Linked DNA regions of Mus musculus: regions 1, 3, 4, 5, 6 and 7 are each linked to region 2. Evidence: chromatin contacts called from public promoter capture Hi-C data. All regions are on one chromosome and are shown on one strand. Each heading gives the region's core, a stretch centred on a gene start, on an enhancer-like site or on the middle of the called end of the contact. The rest is flanking DNA. Distances are from core to core; before and after follow the strand shown. Region 1 holds the start of Adat1 (adenosine deaminase, tRNA-specific 1). Region 2 holds the start of Wwox (WW domain-containing oxidoreductase). Region 3 holds the start of Gcsh (glycine cleavage system protein H (aminomethyl carrier)). Region 4 holds the start of Cmc2 (COX assembly mitochondrial protein 2). Region 5 holds the start of Tmem231 (transmembrane protein 231). Region 6 holds the start of Atmin (ATM interactor). Region 7 holds the start of Terf2ip (telomeric repeat binding factor 2, interacting protein).

Evidence for each region. Promoter capture Hi-C pulls out the DNA fragments that hold promoters and counts their contacts. Capture Hi-C pulls out chosen DNA fragments and counts their contacts.
Region 1: a contact with region 2 is called in a promoter capture Hi-C map of pre-B cells, with 7 times the contacts expected there. The contact joins the promoter of Adat1 here to the promoter of Wwox in region 2. A contact is called at or near these places in 8 of 39 promoter capture datasets (the 3T3-L1 cell line, 3T3-L1-derived adipocytes, the C10 cell line and 4 more), 1 of 15 datasets of contacts at CTCF or cohesin (large pre-B cells), 1 of 484 Hi-C or Micro-C datasets (CD4 T cells), 2 of 115 datasets of contacts at active chromatin or transcription factors (astrocytes and large pre-B cells) and 1 of 9 other capture datasets (liver).
Region 3: a contact with region 2 is called in a promoter capture Hi-C map of pre-B cells, with 5 times the contacts expected there. The contact joins the promoter of Gcsh here to the promoter of Wwox in region 2. A contact is called at or near these places in 6 of 39 promoter capture datasets (the 3T3-L1 cell line, the C10 cell line, cranial neural crest and 2 more), 6 of 484 Hi-C or Micro-C datasets (CD4 T cells, the G1E-ER4 cell line, cortical neurons and 2 more), 3 of 115 datasets of contacts at active chromatin or transcription factors (astrocytes, large pre-B cells and pro-B cells) and 1 of 9 other capture datasets (embryonic stem cells).
Region 4: a contact with region 2 is called in a promoter capture Hi-C map of liver, with 8 times the contacts expected there. The contact joins the promoter of Cmc2 here to the promoter of Wwox in region 2. A contact is called at or near these places in 14 of 39 promoter capture datasets (the 3T3-L1 cell line, 3T3-L1-derived adipocytes, the C10 cell line and 8 more), 2 of 15 datasets of contacts at CTCF or cohesin (large pre-B cells and pro-B cells), 12 of 484 Hi-C or Micro-C datasets (B cells, CD4 T cells, CD8 T cells and 6 more), 12 of 115 datasets of contacts at active chromatin or transcription factors (T-cell acute lymphoblastic leukemia, astrocytes, cardiomyocytes and 9 more) and 2 of 9 other capture datasets (embryonic stem cells and liver).
Region 5: a contact with region 2 is called in a promoter capture Hi-C map of pre-B cells. The contact joins the promoter of Tmem231 here to the promoter of Wwox in region 2. A contact is called at or near these places in 6 of 39 promoter capture datasets (the C10 cell line, the SN4741 cell line, cranial neural crest and 2 more) and 2 of 9 other capture datasets (adipose tissue and liver).
Region 6: a contact with region 2 is called in a promoter capture Hi-C map of pre-B cells, with 7 times the contacts expected there. The contact joins the promoter of Atmin here to the promoter of Wwox in region 2. A contact is called at or near these places in 12 of 39 promoter capture datasets (the 3T3-L1 cell line, 3T3-L1-derived adipocytes, the C10 cell line and 6 more), 3 of 484 Hi-C or Micro-C datasets (B cells, liver and pre-B cells), 5 of 115 datasets of contacts at active chromatin or transcription factors (astrocytes, embryonic stem cells, forebrain and 2 more) and 1 of 9 other capture datasets (embryonic stem cells).
Region 7: a promoter capture Hi-C map of liver shows a contact between it and region 2, with 4 times the contacts expected there. The contact joins the promoter of Terf2ip here to the promoter of Wwox in region 2. A contact is called at or near these places in 6 of 39 promoter capture datasets (the 3T3-L1 cell line, 3T3-L1-derived adipocytes, the C10 cell line and 2 more), 2 of 484 Hi-C or Micro-C datasets (both in CD8 T cells), 2 of 115 datasets of contacts at active chromatin or transcription factors (large pre-B cells and pro-B cells) and 2 of 9 other capture datasets (adipose tissue and liver).

Annotation. Positions count from the first base shown.
Region 1 is chr8:111,990,994-111,993,693 of GRCm38.p6, reverse strand. Adat1 (adenosine deaminase, tRNA-specific 1) reads left to right here and starts at 1,392. Exons shown (of 10, transcript NM_013925.5): 1 at 1,392-1,513. It overlaps Kars (lysyl-tRNA synthetase), which reads left to right. Exons shown (of 14, transcript NM_053092.3): 14 at 1-255. The coding sequence ends at 86.
Region 2 is chr8:114,438,397-114,441,096 of GRCm38.p6, reverse strand. It overlaps Wwox (WW domain-containing oxidoreductase), which reads right to left and starts at 1,445. Exons shown (of 9, transcript NM_019573.3): 1 at 1,219-1,445. The coding sequence starts at 1,325.
Region 3 is chr8:116,992,123-116,994,822 of GRCm38.p6, reverse strand. Gcsh (glycine cleavage system protein H (aminomethyl carrier)) reads left to right here and starts at 1,325. Exons shown (of 5, transcript NM_026572.4): 1 at 1,325-1,535. The coding sequence starts at 1,397.
Region 4 is chr8:116,920,168-116,922,867 of GRCm38.p6, reverse strand. Cmc2 (COX assembly mitochondrial protein 2) reads left to right here and starts at 1,432. Exons shown (of 4, transcript NM_026844.3): 1 at 1,432-1,517. Cenpn (centromere protein N) reads right to left here and starts at 1,128. Exons shown (of 12, transcript NM_028131.3): 1 at 1,085-1,128; 2 at 427-540.
Region 5 is chr8:111,932,424-111,935,123 of GRCm38.p6, reverse strand. It overlaps Tmem231 (transmembrane protein 231), which reads left to right and starts at 1,311. Exons shown (of 7, transcript NM_001033321.2): 1 at 1,311-1,496; 2 at 1,595-1,764. The coding sequence starts at 1,358.
Region 6 is chr8:116,941,952-116,944,651 of GRCm38.p6, reverse strand. It overlaps Atmin (ATM interactor), which reads right to left and starts at 1,259. Exons shown (of 4, transcript NM_177700.4): 1 at 902-1,259. The coding sequence starts at 1,225. It also overlaps a transcript of Cmc2 not described here.
Region 7 is chr8:112,009,961-112,012,753 of GRCm38.p6, reverse strand. Terf2ip (telomeric repeat binding factor 2, interacting protein) reads right to left here and starts at 1,395. Exons shown (of 3, transcript NM_020584.2): 1 at 612-1,395. The coding sequence starts at 1,272. It overlaps Kars (lysyl-tRNA synthetase), which reads left to right and starts at 1,400. Exons shown (of 14, transcript NM_053092.3): 1 at 1,400-1,544. The coding sequence starts at 1,486.

The DNA.
Region 1 (2,700 bases), core at 143-2,642, 2.4 Mb after region 2:
TTCCTGCCATGAAGCCAGAGGACAAGAAGGAAACTGCAGCGACCACTGAAACCCCAGAGAGCACAGAGGCCAGCCCCTCTGTCTAGAAGGCACATGCAACTATGGTGTCTGCATCTCAGCAGATCTGGTCTGAGGGAGCGATTCCTGTGTGGCGCCGTCCATCTGGCCACTGCAGTCCAACCTCCACAAGAGAGAAGAACTAAAGAAGTTCTTTTTATTCCTCGTTACCAAATAAATCATTTCTCTCTTTACCCATGCAGTGTTACTTTTTCTCCCCCGGGCTGCTGGTCTGATGAGTGGTCTAATTAGAGCTCTGTCATTGTATTCTTTTTAAGATTTATTTTTATTATCAATTGTGTGTGTGTGTGTGTGTGTGTGTGTGTGCATTTAGAGTGCAGGTGCCCTGAGGCCAGAGATGTTGGGTCCCTTAGAGCCAGAGTTACAGGCACTGTAAGCTGCCCAGCACGGAGGCTGAAAAACGAAGGTCAGCCCCATGGGAGCAGGGTGTGCTCTTAACTCCTAAGCCAACTTCTCGGCCCCACCTGCAGTCAGAATCTCTAATAAATGTATATTAATGTCTGTCTATTCAGTATGAGCCATTGTGCTGAAATACTGGAAACAACCAGAGAACAAAAGTCAAGTCACTTCTTCCATAAAAATCCCTTTTATTTTCTTTAGGGCTTGAGTGCAGAGTTGAGGGAGAACCAGACCAGATCCAGTGCAGGTTCCTTTTGGCTGGAGGCAGACTTAGACTGCAGTACAGGAGACATGGCTCAGTGCTGCAAGGGATTGATGCTCTTACAGAGGACCAGGCTTCAGTACCCAGCACCCGTGTGTCAGGCAGCTTGCAACCGTGATCCAGTTCCCAATACCCTTTTCTAGCTGCCTTGGGCATTTGCATGCACATATGTGCACAAATTGACAATTGATACAGGCACACGCACATAAATCTTTTAAAATATATACATGCATATATGTCCATAAGACTGTATTTGAAGAGCCGGGCAGTGGTGGCTCATGCCTTTAATCCCAGCACTCCGGAGGCAGAGGCAGGTGGATTTCTGAGTTCGAGGCCAGCCTGGTCTACAGAGTAAGTTCCAGGACAGCCAGGGCTACACAGAGAAACCCTGTCTCGAAAAAAAAAAAAAAAAAAAAAGAAACGATTTGAAGAATAACAATGGGTTATGAGAGAAATGAGTGAGGGCCAGGTCATCCAAGCCCATGACTGAGGTGAGAAACTGTCAGAGGATCTGCTTATAGTTCTGTTCAAAATTTTGATGAGATGCGAGCTAAGTCGGTCTTTGCTGCGGAGGCGGCTTCCTCCCCTTTGCACCGTTCCCACAGACTACAAAGACCAGCGTGCTTTGCGGGCAGAGCTTGACCGGAGCGGCCCTCTAGGGCGTCACTTCCGCTGCGCAACCTGGTTAAACGAGCGTGGCGGTAGAGGGGCATCGCGTGGAGGTTGCGGCGCGTGGATAATAGGGTGTGAGGGACTCCGGATCGGCGTCTCGGGGTTAGCTCTACACAGTTGGCCGAGGGGAGGGCGGTGGGGGGAGACTGTGAGGACCTGTGTCCACTGCTCCCACGGGGAGGGGTCTCAGCCCTGCTAGGCTCTCCAGCCCTGCGGTAGGAAGGGTGGGAAAAGAAGTGTTTGTTTGTTTTTTCAACCTTTGCACTGTTATTTTTAGCCAAAGCAATACCTGTTGTGAGCTGCTTCGTATGAAGGAGCCCTGGGGTTGTAGAGATGAATTACAGCGGACCCAAAATATCGAAACGTTCGACAACTGCGTGAATGACGTGATGTAGTTTGGACCGCTTCGTCCCCTTGTTTTGTAGTTCTAATGTGTACCTCGAATTTAATGGCAGATGGCTACCTTCATAAAATAAACTTCTGTGATGCCTATCAGGAACTAACAGGATTCTGGGATTCCTTCTAGAAATACAAGACTTCTCTGCGTTAGACTTGAAAGTTACAATCTCTGTCAGCCCCTGCCAGAATAGTCATTACCATTTACTGCAAAATGTGCCTGCATTTTGCAGAAGTCTTAGAAATACCTTGCCAAAACATCGCATCAGAGCTCAGAAAAAAAACAAACTAACAAAAAAAACAATTCTGTTGTTTATTCTACAAATGCTCTGCCATCTCTAGCCATCGCGTGAGCTCATCTACGGAGCTTTTTATATAATCGACTGAAGTCGAGCTATATCCAGTGAGCGCTAACAGCCAAGAGTGAGAGAATTTCTTCTGCCAACTGTAGGCCTCTTTCAGATCTGATCTGCATAATGTTCTGTTAGGTTGTATGGAAGTGGCTTGGTGTGCCCGTTACATTGCTTCTCTTCTGCCACCAATACAAATTTCCCAGATCACCAAATGTTGTATCTTCTGAATGCTAATCACAGTATATAGACATTTGCCTTTTTAAGTATTTATAAGAGATGTTAAATACTAGCTAGGTGGCACGTGCCTTTAATCCTAGCACAAAGGAGGCAGAGGCAGGTGATCTCTGTGCGTTCCAGGGCACCCAGGTCTACAGAGCAAGTCCTAGGACAGCCAGGACTGTTACACAGAAAAGCCCTGTCTAGAAAAAAAAATGTTAAATACTATTAGTCATGTTTTAACAGATGTGAAAACTAATTACCCAGGAATCACACAGTTCATCTGTATTAAAACTGAGATTGAAACCTAGAAAGTATAACTCC
Region 2 (2,700 bases), core at 196-2,695:
ATCTTGGAAGGCAGACAGGGAGAGGAACCATGGCTAGGTGACACAGGTGGTGAACTTCCAAGACAGCCAGCTTCTTCCTCACACTCTTTATGTGAGTCGAAAGCCTGGCATCTTAAAACAAAGTCCTTGTGGGCTTTTTCTCCTGCTAGTCAGCTGTTGCTGATGACTGGCTCAGCAAGTTCGAGACCACATCAGGACACGTTACCCAACAGATGTGGGTTGACCAACCCTTATCTTTTCTTCAAACTGACCAACTCTTAAATTAGGGAATGAAAACTCCTCAATGACTTAAAACCAAAGCCCTCAAGAAGAGGCTGCAATTTTTTCGGCTCCAGAGTTCCCTTTGGCTTTGCAGTTGTTTTCTCCATGTGTGTCTGCCCTGTGAACACGAGTCCTCCCCTACAGAGTGCCTTTCAGCCTGCTGACTGTGCCTGCTGCTGTCGGAGGTGTTGGAGACTTCTCCACTGCTACCTGCTACATTGCGAATTTCCCGCTTTTTCATTCTTTGACTGGCAGAGCCTGATCAAGACTGTATGAAAACCTAGCATTTTGTCCATTAAGTATCTATTTCTTAAAAATGAACAGAGGTCCCCAAGCATAGAGTCAGCTGCAGTAGCTCCCCCTATGGGAGCTACTATCCCCTATCACGCCTATGCAATTTTGCCACAGATACAGTCCAAGTAACAGAAAACGCCTGCGGGGCAACCTACTAGCCTCTCCACTGAGTGCCTTGTGCACAGCACAGATTCATTCTTGTGTCTGCTCATTTCAGAGATGAGGAGAACAGAAAAGTCAGGGGCTTGCTTTCAGTGGCCCAAGGTCACGGTTAGCAACAGGGAAAGGCTCTGTGGAGGTTTCCAAGACTTCCCTGGGAAACCACTGCGAGCCATCCAGGACATCTGCTTAAAAATACAGATTGCTGGGCCTCCAGATCAGGTCCCCATGGCAGGAGCTTGGCTTTGAAGTTTTCTCTATTTCCTCTTTAGAGGAGTAAGACCTAGGCGCCACCACCGCACGGTGCAGTGCCACCTAGTGAGCGGCAGGGGGCGTGCGGCGGGTGGCCAGGTGACGGGACCTTGACCCAGATCCCCTAATAACGGGGGACAGCCTGGGACAGGTGGCTGGCATTTCGGATGCGCATGCCCGCCTGGCAGGGCAGCGCAGGGTCCAGGCCTCGCAGGACACGGCTCCCAGGAACGCCGCTCCAAGGCCGCTTACTTGGCGTAGTACACCCAGCCGTCCTTGGTGGTTCTCTCCTCCCAGCCCGGAGGCAGCTCATCCTCACTGTCCGTGTCGTCCAGGCCCGCATAGCGCAGAGCTGCCATGCTGGAGACAGAAGTAGCCGCCTGCTCTCCTCAGCAACTCACTCTGGCTTCAACCGCGCCGCGCGCGTCCGGGAGGGGACCAGACCGCTCGCGCCTGCGCACTGCTCGCCCAGCCGGTCCGCGGCTGTAATCCAGTTTCCGGGTTTTGCAGCTACTGGCGGGAAAGGGGGCGGAGCCTGAGAAGAGCACGGGAGGGAACGCGGAAGAGATGGAACGGCCGTGGGGGGTGGAAGGAAAAGCAGGAACGGCTCAGAAACTGGAATAAGCTTCCTCAGCCTCCTGGAAGGGGCGTGCTTACCCAGTCATCATGCAGGACTCTGCACGTTGCTGGGCGACCCGAAGGCACTTCCTTATTGTTTTACCCAATCCTGAATGAGTCCCAGCAGTGAAGTATCCTGGGAAATGTAGTCCAAGCTCAACTGGACTATAAAGGGGGGGCGGGGAGGGGGGAAAGGTTCTGATGAGATTATTCTGAGCTCCAGTTTCGTCCCATGCCCTGCAGGTGTACAACCTTTTGACACTACGACATGATACTGTGACATGGTCATTTCCAAAATTTACACTAGAGAAGCCCTCAATCGAATATCCAAATAGGAAAAAGAAAAGAAAAATCTCACAATGCTTAAAGTTTAGGATTTTTGTGTTGGGCAGCATTTATTAGTATCCCGGGCCACGTGTTGCCACGAGCCTCAGGTTGGACACACCTGCGAGAGTAAATGTCCTGACTTGATACTATCCAGGTATTTTTCCATTCACAATCTGTGTTGTTTATGTAAATATGCCATTTAAAAAAAAAAAACCTACACTTGGAGAACTAAGTGACTCCAGAATTTGGGAGGGTAAGTCAAAACGATCACAAGTTCACAAGTTCGAGGCCAGCCTATGCTATAAAGGGAGCCAAAAATCGAGAACATGCAAATTCTCATGCCTCCAGATTCTCTATTAAGAGAGAATGGTCTTCCAACCATAACTTGGTTCTCTTGTTCATAGGCGGCACCTGATTACAAACTTGCAAAGCAGACTTTTAAAGCACCTGAAAAAAAAATCCTGGTTATAAATATCCTAGACCCACAATGTGAAGCCTACCTTCACAACAGCACTTAGTCCCTTCCCCTATTTGTTTATCATTTCTGGCTCCTGGAAGTTTAGCTTTGACTTTGATCTAACAAGGATCTATCTGCATGTAAACCCAGGCAAAGAAGATTTTTCAGGAGCTTGAATACGTGTGAGACAAAGCCAACACCCACAAAGTCATACCCTAAGGAGATTTTATGACCATCTTGTTTCTGTAAAAACATCTGCGCCACAGTAGTTATGAAATGAGGATTTTTTAACTATCCAAGCTTGTGCTTCCGAAGCTGCACGCCAGGTGGCG
Region 3 (2,700 bases), core at 76-2,575, 2.6 Mb before region 2:
CCTCTGGTTGTCTGGTATAGCCCTGGCTGTTCTGGAACTCACTATAGACCAGGCTGACATTGAATTCAGAGATCTGTCCCTGAGTGCTAGGATTAAAGCTGCATGCAGCTACCAGGCTGGAATCTCTTCTTGAGGGTTGGGTTGCTTTGTTTGTTTGCTGGCTCTGTAGAGTCTTCCCTATAGGGCTGGTCAGTTTAAAGAAAAGACAGGATCACTGGCTGGCCTACAAGTGTAAGCCGGTCCTGATGTGGCCTTGAACTACTTGAGCCAGTCCCTGAGCAGGAGGCTGGCTGGGCTGGCAGGAGAAGAAACAGCCCATTTTAAAAGGTACCACCCGTTTTTAAGGTACCGGGCTTTTGTCTCAGCTCAGGGGGGTGTAGATGAAGCTGGCCATCATGGAAGCTCACCACCTTTGTCATCTACCAGAGTTTTTATCTAACTGCTACTTCCTTGCCACCAGCAGCCCTAGTTTGGCTTGAATGTCTGGTACAGCTTCTAGTATATATTGTTCCGCCCTTCCCCTCATCCACTGTACAGACTCTGGGTTCCCTGCCCCCAGTACATCCTACGCTTTTCTCTTGGCTAAGGGACACTGAGCCTTTTCAGGGAGCCTTCTCTCCCTCTCCAAGGACATCTGCAGCCACCTCAGGGTAAATCCTGTTTTGTCTTGGTGGTGCCAACCCATTTCCCTTGACAGTGAACATAAGGAATGGAGGTCCCTGACTTGATAACTCCGAGGATGGACAACTCCTTACTCGGAAATCCGCCTGCCTCTGCCTCCCGAGTGCTGGGATTAAAGGCGTGCGCCACCACGCCCGGCTCCCTTTTCTCTTTCTGTCCTTTTTCTTTCCTCCCTCCCTCCCTCTTTCTTTCTTTGAAACAGGGTTTGATGCCTAGAACGGTCTTAAATGAATCCCATGGGGGTGACCTTGTGCAGTTAGGCGTAACTGTGTGCTTTAAGGGCCTGGCGGCACCTCATCTTCCGTAGGACTTTTTGGCTTAGTGGCATGAGACTGCGTTAGCCCAGCAAAACCATCCTTGCTGGAATCTTTCTCTGGCCCCTGCAGCGATGCAGTTCAGGGCAACTCCTAGATTGCGGACTTGGAGCTTCTATTCGCAAGATTCTACTCTCCGCCCTCCAGTGAGGCCCCGCCTCCTCCCTGCCCAGCCAATCTGCGCCTCTCACACAGCCCCATCCGGGCCTCAGCGCCTCCACATGCACACGCCCCTCGCGCGGGTTGTCCTATCCGAAGTGGAACCTTCAAGATGTCCAATCAGAGCGCGCCTCTCCCGGGCTCCGCCCCCGGGCCTGGGTGCTCCGCTTACTCTGGACCCACCCCGTCCCCACCGGCCCGGTGGCGGAGGCGAAGCGCAGTTACCCTCCGGACCTCTGACCATGTCGCTGCAAGTGTCGAGGAGCTTGCGGGTTGTGGCCTACAGCCTGCGCACCGCCCTGACCTTCTGCTCGCCGCGGCCCTGTGTACCGAGCGCCGCCGCCGTCCGCTCACTGCGCACCGGATCTGCTTTGCTGTCGGGTAAGTGCAGGGCACGTGGTCACCGCTCCTGCCCGCCCTACTCCCAAGCCTCCTGGCCGGACCGACCTATAGCCCTACCCACGCTTCTCGCTCTTGGGATCCTGGTTCTGCGGCCTTTCTCCCTAAGTAGGCGGGAGAGTACAGGAGCAAACTTTGAACCCGGGGTAGAAAGGTGGAGCTGGGAGGGAAGGACGGCTGGACCCGCAGGTAAACCGGCCACTCGTGCCGGGCTGAGCTTGCTTTTAGGTGCACCGAGATCCTAAATGTGGGGAGCACTTAGGTTTGCTGTGGAACCTAACAGCAGTTTGTTTACGAGGAACTGCGAAGTGAAGTTAAGCAGAAACACATACTAAAATTTAGCAGAATGCATATACAGATGAATGAAAAGTCAGAGTAACAGAAATAAGCTTTTTACTCTCTCCCCCGCCCCCCGCAAAATCAAGCGTAGTGAGGAAGCTTTAGCTGTGAACTACAGACAGCAGGAAAAGTTCTAACGTCTGAGTCATTGATGTGTACTGGGGTTCAAACGAGCCTGGTTTGACGGACTGGAAATAGCTGGGAGACCTGCCCATTGTACGCGTTTGCACAGTTAGCTGGGAAACAGTTTTATGTGCAAGTAGTGGAGACCTTACTCAGGCAGCACAAATCGGAACGGCTGCTCTCAGCGAGTGCCGTGGGTCAGAAATCTGTGGAACTCAAAATGTTGATCACGTTATTCCTCGGTGTGGAGTGCCACGTTTCTTCCTTTCTTGCTAAAATTTCTCCAGTTTTTCACACACCAGACCGTTATTGACTGGAGTACAAGGGTAAAGAAATGCTCAAATAAGCAGTCCGTTTCAAACCAGGCATGGTGGGTGGCTTCCACCGGTAACCGTGTCAGCACTGCTGAGGTGGAGGATCGCTGTGAGGCCGAGGGCAGCTGGAGCTACATACTGAGTTCCAGGTATTTGGTTAAATATTGCCTAATGTGTCAATTCCCACGGTCTGCTTAACTACTCAGGTTCTTTTCATTTTTACCCTCTTTGAACTGGCAGAATTGTGCACACTTATTATGCAGGGTGCAGAGCCTTGTGCTTGTTGAAACACAGACATTATTCAATTCTGGTTTTTCCTCTTAGAGCTGTGTGGTCTCGGGCACAGTCTCTCAACTTCTCAGAACCCCAGT
Region 4 (2,700 bases), core at 183-2,682, 2.5 Mb before region 2:
ACAAAGTGAGTACCAGGACAGACAGGGCTATAAAGAGAAACCCTGTCTCGAAAAAACAAAACAAACAAACAAACAAACAAACAAAAGACTTGTCCTTTTAAGTGGCCTATGGAGCCTAGCTTGTTAGGGCTGCCAGGGCTGGGGGGTTCTGATCCTAGCAATTTCAGTCACCATGAGCCAAATCACACAGCGAGTCTGGTCACCCAAGAACAATCTCATATGCACTTGACTAATGACTGATGGAAGAGTGACTGGATACCCACCCTAAGCGGTATGCACAAGGGAAGGATATAGTTCCACTGTCTGTCAACTATTAAACCAACACCTTGTTCGTGACAACATCTGAGAGCGTTTTCCTGATCCTCAGTGAGGTAAATTAGAGGAGAGTGTATGCAAAGCAGGCATTTCTCCTATCCCAGTACTGACCAGGCCAGATGCGGCTATAAACTTCGGAGATCAGGGCCTTCGGGGTGGGGTGCCCAATCCTTAGCACTTCCGAAGATTCTTAATTCTGAGTGATCTATCTGCACCATGCCCTTCCTAAAAGAAATGACAGAAAGGGCGTAACACATCAACAAAGTTAGCAAGTCTTTGAGTGAACTTTCTGCCCTGTTACTATTTCAATTTCTATTTTCTAGCGCTTTATTCATGGTAGCAGCTAAGACAAGGCTGTTGAATGTACACGTGACAATAACGATCCGGTAGACCCGCATGGAGCACAAGGAGTATAGCAACAGGAGGCATGGACAAAAACTGAGGCGAGGCTAGGAATTAGAGAGCTGACACCTAGGCTCGACGGAACCTAAGGATCAAAGTAAAGCAGCTCTTGAGCGGGCAGCCCGGAGCCTCCATGGCATAAACGCCAAGGGACATAAAACCCCGCCCCACTCCGGGCGGATATGACGCCATGGACGCTCATCCCGGCCCTCTTGGCCCGGACCCGGCCTCCACTAGTGTCACTCCTAGGCTAAGATCCCGTGGCGGAACTGCGCCGTGGCAAGGCCCCCGTAGATGTCTGAGGCCTGGCTCCTGTAGTCCTCCCGCCGCCTCCGAGTCCAATTCGGTGTCGCTGAGGCTGCCTTACCAGTCCACATCGCCCGCCGTCTCTGCAGCGGTTCCCGCCGAGGTGCTTTTGAAGCCGCCAATGGCCGCTCGGGCCCCGCCCACCTGGCAAGCCCTCCGCACTGCTTCGGCTGCACGGGGGGACGCGGCTGTGGGCGCCTGATGGAAAACGCTTTAGATCCCCAGAGTCGCTGTACTCAGAGACAGGATCATGTAAATATAATTGTTCTCCGTCTCGAATTCCACCTGGCAGTCATCTCTGTGTGCTGTCCCCGCCGAGCCCCGGTGGGATGGCCCTAGATCCCCCTCAGCATGGGACAGTGGACCGGTCCAGGCGGAGCGATGCATGCAGGATGACGCATGCGCGGAGCGTCGGTGCTTGCAAGTCCTAAGGGAGCTGCGGGCTCCGTGTCGGTGACTTCTCTTTCTGTGCTTCTTGTAGGGGCTGAGTGACGGTGAGTGTCGGGTGTCCTTCAGCCTCCGGGCATCTGGCTGCCTGTGGCGGAAGGACGCGGCTCTTTAGCTTCCCACGCCGCGCTAGGTTCACCCATGTCCCTGCCCTTGGACCTTTACTAGGAACACTCTTCTTGGTGAGCCGCGGGCATGAGCTGTCACACTGCTGAGATCTGCCCGCCGCTCGCTGGCATTGCGACCTTGGGCGCGCGCCTGGTCGAGTGCGCGTACCCTGCTGCAAAACTTTGGAGATGCGTGACACTGAGGGCGCATTGAGCTAACTGTTCTGGCTGATAACTAATCTAGGGAGCTGCCGTCAAAAGTTTCTTTACTGAAAAGTCACTGGACTGGCTGGTGATGTGGGTATCTGTAAAGATCCCCCACGGTACACTTGACAAGGAAAGTAATGTTTAGGGTCCGTTAGATAGGCTTCGAGGACGACTGTGAGTGTTTTCACAATAGATGTATTAGAAGCCTCTGTTAAAACTTCTCGAAATCAAACAAAACCCCAGGCAAGGAGGGTAGGATGGTTTGCTTCAATCTCAGCTCTGGGGAGGTGGTGGAGGCAAGAATCAGGAATTCAAGGTCACCCTCAGCAACATAAGGAATTTGAGGCTACACTAGACCCTGTGTTAGTAACAAAACCCACTTTAAATGTATGCAACTTTGCCTTGGCAAAGGGATTCTCTTGACATCTTTTCTGTCTTGTACATCCAGGCCTTGGTATTTGGTTGATCGAAGTGAAAATACGCCTCTCCATTTTCAGTGTTAAATGTCAACATTCAGCAGACATTTATTTCTTTTTTCCTCTAAAATTTCCCTGGTCTTAGCAGACTACTTACCTGCCTACCTGGCACTAGTAGGAGATTGTTCCAGAATGATGCAGAGGAGGCCTATTCTTTTTTTTTTTTTTTTTTTTTTTGGTTTTTCGAGACAGGGTTTTTCTGTGTAGCCCTGGCTGTCCTGGAACTCGCTTTGTAGACCAGGCTGGCCTTGAACTCAGAAATCCGCCTGCCTCTGCCTCCCAAGTGCTGGGATCAAAGGCGTGCGCCACCACGCCCGGCAGAGGCCTATTCTTTTGAGAAGCAGTTTTAAGGTGATAGTTGAGAAATGATCATGTGTGTGTGTGTGTGTGTGTGTGTGTGTGCGTGTGTGTGCGTGCACGCCTGCCTGTCAGAAGATGCT
Region 5 (2,700 bases), core at 62-2,561, 2.5 Mb after region 2:
ATTATTTGTGCATAGATGCAGATGAGCACCATGACAGGCATGTAGAGGTCAGAGGACAGCCTTTCCAGAATTAAGATAGATGGTGGGAGCTGGAGAGATGACCCAATTGTTAAGAGCACCGATTGTTCTTGCAGAGGACCTGGAGAAAGGAGAATTGAGGGCCAGCACAGGCTACATAGTAAGACCCTACTTCCAAACAGGTAAAAATCTGTCTTCCATGTTAAGATATTGGTGTTAGTATTTACCTAAGTGATCAGCTAATGCTAACTTTGGGGAAGACAGTATCAGTGTTTATAGCTAACAAAGTACAACAGAAGGAGCCATTTAGTAAAATACCCTTTAACCTTTTTTTTTTTTTTTTTTTTTCCGAGACAGGGTTTCTCTGTGTAGCCCCGGCTGTTCTGAAACTCACTTTGTAGACCAGGCTGGCCTCAAACTCAGAAATCCGCCTGCCTCTGCCTCCTGAGTGCTGGGATTAAAGGCGTGCACCACTACGCCCGGCCTTTTATTTTTTGTTTTTGTTCTAACCTTTAAATAATCAGGGGGTTTGTTTCCTGTTTTCTATCTTTCCTGCTATGGGGCATAGTGAAAGCATTAACCTTGAAGACAAAAGTACCTGGTTCTAGGACGGTGGCCTTGTTATAGGAATGTCCCGACTTCAGTATGAACCTCAATGGAGTTTTTGCATTGAAACAAAGTCTCCAGTATCTCTGGCTGGTCTCAAACTCACAATGTAGCTAAAGATGACCTTGGACTTCTGATCCTTCTGTCTTCACCTGAAGAGTTGTTAGTGTTACAGATGTGGGCCAAGGTGCCTGGTTTAATGAAGTGCTGGAGATGAACTCAGGGCTTCCTGTATAGTAGGCTAGCCCTCTACCAACTAAGCTACATCAACCATCCTTATGTCATGAGTTAATAGATGATCTATGGGGTGATGTCAACATCTATGCACGTCTGATTTTGTACAATTGACACAGACTTTGGTGAGTGAAAATATCATTACAGTTGCTTTCTTTTTTTTTTTTTTAAGATTTATTTATTATATGTAAGTACACCACTGTAGCTGTCTTCAGACATTCCGGAAGAGGGCGTCAGATCTCATTATGGATGGTTGTGAGCCACCATGTGGTTGCTGGGATTTGACTCAGGACCTTTGGAAGAGCAGTCAGCGCTCTTACCGGCTGAGCCATCTCACCAGCCCATACAGTTGCCTTCTTGAAGAGACGCGCAGGCACAGCACTAACACAGGACCCTCCTCCTGCTAGCTCCACCCCCTTCTAGAGGCCTGCATGCCTGCTATTGGTTCCTCTGCCCGCCGTCGGTTGCCGTGGAGACTCGGCGCTGCGGCCCTGCGCTCATGGCGCTGTACCATCTCTTCTCTCACCCAATCGAGCGCGCTTACCGCGCGGGGCTCTGCTCCAAGGCCGCGCTCTTCCTGCTGTTGACCACCGCGCTCACCTACATCCCCCCGCTGCTGGTGGCCTTCCGGAGCCACGGTGAGCCTGCCCGGGCCTGGAGGGCCACACGGCGCGGCCGGCGGGCCCAGGCCGGCAATCCTAACCTGGCTCCCCCCAACCCGCCTTGTCTCCCGCAGGGTTTTGGCTGAAGCGGAGCAGCTACGAGGAGCAGCCGAACGTGCGCTTCCAGCACCAAGTGCTGCTCGTGGCTCTCCTGGGGCCGGAGCCTGAAGCCTTCCTCGCCTGGAGCACGTTCCCCACCTTCAACCGGCTGCAGGGGGCTCACCTGCGCGTCCCGCTCGTGTCGGTGCGTGGTTCCCGCCCGGATCCTGGGGGTGATAGGATGGAGTGAGATCCCAGTTTGGGTCATTTGACCGGGTGTGAGAGCAGAGTCTCGTGTATCCCAGGCTTGCCTTAAACTATATAGCCAAAGTCGTCTTTCAACAACTGATACTCGGCCTTCACCTTCCCAGTGCCGGGGATTCGCTATGCAACGCCCTGCTGGGGTATATGGGGTGCTGGGAATCAAACCCAAGGCTTTGTGCTTGCATGCAAGGACTTAACCACTGAGCCACTCTCAGTCCCACAGCTTGGATCTTAAGGAGCCACGAGGGTTGGAAACAAAAGTCCCTTTGGCCTGCGCATGCTTAACTTTCTAGATAGTTTTATTCAGTTTCTCCAGGTTTCCCTAGAAAGGCAGCCGTGCAGGCACTGTGTTTGCCGGACAACAAGAGTCCAGAGCCTGTTTCTGGTGCTGGTCATTTTCTGAATGGAAAGGTGGCTGAAGAAAAAACCCCTTTGAGGGCTTGTAGGCGGAGTTCTGTACACCCCAGTACGCTGCTGAGTTTGAACATCACCAAGCTGTAAAGACAGAAAGTACCAGTGTTTTTATGCAGACTTGATGCGGGGTAGGGCGGGGCAAGCGGTGATTGGTTGAATTCTCAGGTCCTGCTCTAGCCAAGCCACGCCTGTCTGGGTTAGGCTTCTCAACTCTTTGCCACACTGCAGCTGTCTCCTGTGTAAGGGAAACATTTTACTGGCTGCAGTTTAGTGTTTACTTTCGCATAAATCAAGTGCTTCCTTACGGTCATCCCTTGCCGTTCATATAATGACATGGGCAGAGTGATGACTTTAACTAGGTGTTTGTTAGTAAATATTTTGTTTCTAACCTCCACCTGAGGCAGGATTGCCCCCCCCCTTCCCTGACCTATACAGCAAGCTCAGGGCTATTCAGTCTCAAAAG
Region 6 (2,700 bases), core at 10-2,509, 2.5 Mb before region 2:
CACAGAACTTCCTCAGCTTGCCCCTGCTGACATTTCCTGACTGACCTTTCCCTGACATCACTGTTGCCTTTTGTTGGCCTTACTACACTTATTGGCCTTACTACAGAGTAAAACCTAAAAGTTACAGTTGGGGAGTTCTCAGGGGTGGGGGTGGGGGATGCCCACGGTGAATTCACCTGCAGGTCAGAGAGATCCTGCAACCCTCCAAGTAATGACTCAAATCTGACCAGGGGAAAGGCGCACAAAACTGCTTTCAGTGACTTGCGTTTTCCAGTTGGAGCACTGGGGGCACTGAGATCTGACGGTGAAAGGAAGCTTTCTACTGTAAAAGCTGAGCAGCTGTGACTTAACAGGTCTGGCATGGGGGCCCTAACATCTGATTTCCTCCCCCAAGCTTCCAGAGTATACCATGGGTTTGAAAGCCACCGTCCCCATTTATGTAACACGGAGAGGTCTTGGTCAGACATCCGTCATACCAGCTACCGGTGAACCTCCTCCTTACAGATCCACGGGAGAAACCTCCCTCCCCTCTCCTTCCTGCGCAGAGTTGATCTCAGCAGCCTCGTGAAACTTGCAGCTCAAGTGCCCAGAGTCCAACCCAACCCGCAGCCGCTTTTGAGTGACCAGGTAGGACCCACCGGCAGTTTCGTGGGAGGGGCGGAAAGCCTGCGGGGTTGCATCTGGGTGCCTTGGCGACATCACCTGTCGCTCATCCTTGGAACCTGAGTAAACAGGCAGGCTCCCCGAGGTGTTGTGGGCACGCCACCGAGAAGCTGCTTGCCCGGTGCGTTGTGCGCGCTCCCCCGCGCTCTCGCCGTGCTCGGTCGGTCGGGCGCAGGTGGCAGGGCACGGCGCAAACCCCGCACACCCCGCGCCCGCGTCCCCGCCGCGGCCCGCTCACCTGCAGTCGGTGGCTCTTGACGAGGTGCATGTTGAGCGCAGGGCTGTTGGGCAGGATCTTGCCGCAGCCGCGCACGGTGCACAGAATATTGGTGCGCACAGCCCGGGACAGCTCGCTCACAGTCGGCTGGATCAGCTCCCGGGCCGGTGGCACCGGGGCCGCGGCCCGAGCCCTGGCCGGTCTCGGCCGGCTGCCTTGCAGTCGCGACTCGGGCGGCCTCCACGGGCTAGAGGCGGCGGCGGCTCCCCGCGTGCTCGCCGGCGTGGCCGGGACACCCGGGGCCGGACCCGCAGAATCGGCCGCCGCCGCCTCCGTGGCCGCCATGGCTCCCGCACGGCCGCCAGGCCCCTCTCGCAGTGCCCGCCCCCGCCGCAGCCACTTCCGGCAGGGGGCGGGGCCTCCGGGCTCATTAGCATCCGGCCGGTCGGTGGCCGCAGCGCCGCCCGCCGGCCGCGGCGAGCGCGTGTTGGAGGTTGAAGTCCCATGTGCTGGGAGAACAGGTGAATTGGATAGGTTCCATGAACCCACACTTTCTACTTCCTAGGGACCTGAGCTCAGGCAACAGCTGGATAGAAGAGAAAGAGATGCTTTCAGGTTTAACCTTTTTTTTTTGACCGTTGATTTATTGTTATTAGGAATAAATTTTATATTGTAGACTATTTGATTAGCATGCTTAAGGCCCTGGATTTGATCGGTAGCACACTAAAAACAAAACAAAACAAACTTATCTTATTCTTTGAGGCCCCGCCTGGCCTCAGAATCCCCATATAATCAAGGAGTCCTTGAACTCCTTATTCTCTTACCACTACCTCCATACTCCTGGGGTTTTACTAAGCCTAGTGGTAGCGTTAAAGATTGAACCCAGTGCCTTAGACGTGTACTCTGCCAGCTGAGCTACAGCCCAGCCCCCACAGACTAATTCTCTCTTATCTCTGAAGAGGGAAGAGTCTGAGGTGGATCTAGTCGGCTGAAAGCAAGGTGTCAGCTGGGCTTGTTCTTCCAAGGATCTTGCCTTTTTCAGCGTCTAGAGGTCACCTGCATTTCTTTGCCAATGGGCCTTCCTTTACACCAAAATCAGGAATGGGAAGTTGAGTCTGTCACATTTCATAACCGACATCTATCGTCATCATGCCACCTACTACATTGGACCTGGGTATCACAGGGCCAATGGGCTCAACTGCAGAGTCCCTTTGCCTTGGGGACATACTCAGACTCCAGGAATTCTGAAGCAGGCATTTTTGAGAATTGTTCAGCATGACGCTAGGCTTTCTTGTTCAGATTCCAGGTCCAGATTCCTGCCAACTGTACCAGGGAGAGTTACGAAGTAGAATAAATACCCCAGCAAGTGCAAGGGCTTCGGCAGTTCCCATTCAGCCACTCATGAACCTTGTGGGCAGAATGACTTCTTTGTATGTGACTGACTGGTCGGGAGAGTGGTCAAAGGGAGCTAGTGGGGCTAGGGGGATGGCTCTGTGGTTAAGAGCACTTAATGTTCTTACACAAGACAGGTTTGATTCCAAGCACCCAAATGGTGGTTTACAACCATCCATAACTCCAGTTCCCAGGCACGAATGTGGTATACATACACAGATGCAAACAAAGCACTCATACAAATAAAATCAAACCATCCCCCCTCCCCCTTAAAAAGGTATGTATGGAGGAAATGTCTTTAAGCCTTAGTTAGGGTTTCTATTGTGATAAAACACCGTGACCAAAAAGCAAGTTGGGGGAGGAAAGGGTTTATTTGGCTTAGACTTCCAGATTGTAGCCCATCACTGGAGGAAGTCAGGACAGGAACT
Region 7 (2,793 bases), core at 146-2,645, 2.4 Mb after region 2:
TGAACGGCCAGGGGCCTTTTCTCAAATAAAAAAGATGGAGGATGAGAAGAAGAGGAGGAGGAGGAGGAGGAGGCGCAAGAAGAGGTGGAGGAAAAGGAGAAAAGGAGAGGAGGAAGGAAGGAAGGAAAAAGGGGGAAGGGAAAATATCTTTGAAATTTCTGAAAACAGAAACAGGTTACCCTGTTACCTCCTGGGTATGGTGGGTAGGAAGGGTAGAAGATTTCCATATATACTGTACTGTGTTCCTTTTGAACACAGAGCCGTTTTTGTAAACTAGTTACTGTTCCGTAGTCTCAGTCACTCCGAAGGCAGGAGAATATTTCAGGCATAGAGTTTGGGGACAGCCTGGGCGACACAGCGAAGAGACTCAAGTTCCCCGCCCTCCCAAACCCAAATCCATCAACGAACAAACATCCAGTCAACGGGAAGGAAAAGTTAAATGAAAAGACAAATTAAAACCAGAAAACAAGGGATAAGAGGAAACGGTGCACTTTCGCTTCGGACCTCAACAGAGAAGAGGGGCTGAGCTATGCCACCCACGGCGCCCAAAAAGACGCTCGCTGACAGGCAGGCAGCCCCGCCCCCCGGAGCCCCGAAGGTGCCGGCCTCACCTCCGCTATCCGCGGCCTCGGGGTCCTGCTCCGCCTTCCGTTTGAGCTTCTGGGAGGACGGGCTGACCGGGGCGTTCCCGAGCAGGTACTTGTGCTCCTGACCCCGTAGGTGCTTGAGGTAGCGGTCCTTGAGCGACTGCCAGGAGTGCTGCGTGAGCGAGCTCTTCTCCATCGCTTTCCACAAGGCATTGCCTGTGACCGAGCTGGGCGAACGGGCGTTCTCCTTCACGTAGGTCAGGATGGCCACATCTTCCGCGTCGGTGTAGGCGATGCGCCCGGTCAGGGGCTGCGGCTCCGGTTCCGTGGAGCCCTCGGTGGAAGCCCCGGGCTTCGGATCGGACGCCTGCTCCGTCAGGCCCAGCCGATAGGCCTCCAGGTCCAGCTTCTCGTTGCGATCCACGCAGTCTAGGATGTACTGCGTGGAGATGAAGTCGCCCGAAGCCTCGGCCAGCGCCTCCCCGGGCTGGGCGAGAAGCACGGCTCCGGGTTCCTGCACCCGACACACGGTGCCGCCGCCGTGCAGGATGAGCGTCGACAGCCGGCGCTTGGCCGAGCTGGGCCGCACGTAAAACGACATGGCGCTGCCGTCTTCTCTCACGAACAGAGTGGAGGAGTGAGTGGGCCCATTGGGGTCTTTACCCAGATCCATCGCCTCCGCCATACCTGTCGCCCCGCTGTACAAGTAAAGCGCAGAAACGACACCACTAAGACGGACTCTCCGCCGGAGGAGCCCAGCACTGCGCCTGCGCAGCGAGAGTCCGGCCGAGGGCCCGCCCTCTTTCCCGGAAGAGGCAGGACTTAGAGCCACGACCTGGAAGTTCTAGTTCTACGCTAGTCATAATTTTTTTTTTTCTGGGTCGGGCCAGTGGGGAAGATGGCCACGCTGCAGGAGAGTGAAGTCAAAGTGGATGGCGAGCAGAAACTAAGCAAGAAGTAAGTGTCGTTGAAGATCTCTAAGTGTCTCTTGTTGCAGTGTTCCGATGGGAAGTGCCTGGAGTTTTCCCGCCAAGGCGACTGTGCCTGGGGTCCCTCTTGTCTTTTCCGGTGGGTGAGCACATGCTGGGACAGAGATGCAGTGCCGTAGAACCTACAGCCTCCAGGATGCCCCAGGAGGATCAACTGCGTGGCTGATGGGTTCCCTGGTCCTAGCCGTAGGGACGAGCATACCTAGGGAAAGCCAGCACAGAAACCGGGAATGGTAGCAAAGAAAAGTGAAACTAACTTTTCCCTACCTTCTAAGAAATGCTCTTTTAATTGAACCACTCCCCCAACGGATAGACTGGAAAATGGTTAAATATCTTTGTTCTTAAAAGAAGAACCTTTACATTATCCTTGGCCTATCCAAGGTTATTCTGCACCTTGGGTGTTAAAAGGGGGTACGTTCTGAAACAATAGTGTACCTACCCATATGTGTCACTCAAAGGATCTGTGACACGGGAGCAAGTGGCCTTATTTAGCGGGATACACCAGGCTCCCTTTGCACTGCTGGGGGTATCTTTGTAAAACACTCCAAATCCCAGAATTGAGTAGGCAGATAAGATTACCCTCCCTTTAACTGGTTGCTTTTAGGACTACACTCTAGTCCACTTGACCCACAGAACACTAGCAATGACTTGAATGTCTTCTTAGTGCCTGGAACTACATAGTACCCTCCAAAGCTGTAGGAAATAACTAGTTTAAGCTGTCACATACCATGGCTGCTTTCGTTAGTACCCTAGCAATAAATAAATCCCCTTATTGATCCCCGAGGGAAATACCAGAAACCTTCTAGATAATAACTGGGTTTCCTTTTTATGGCTGTGTTTCTGCTTTGTGTGGTTTAGAAGGATTTTAAAGAAAATGTTTAAATTTATGGGTTGCAGGCTCCCTGGTTGGTTGTCCTTTGTGTGAGCAGTTTAGTGGATTCCTTAGCGGAGGATGGGTGAGTTTATTAAATCAGTAGTTGGAATTTTGAGTCACAAGCGAAAGAAAGTACCTCAGTTTTCAGGTAATTTAAGGAAGCCTTACTGCTGCTTTCAAGTCACTTTTCTTTCTTTCTTTTCTTTTTTTTTTTGGTTTTTCGAGACAGGATTTCTCTGTGTAGCCCTGGCGCCCTGGCTGTCCTGGAACTCACTTTGTAGACCAGGCTGGCCTCGAGCTCAGAAATCTGCCTGCCTCTGCCTCCCTAGTGCTGGGATCAAAG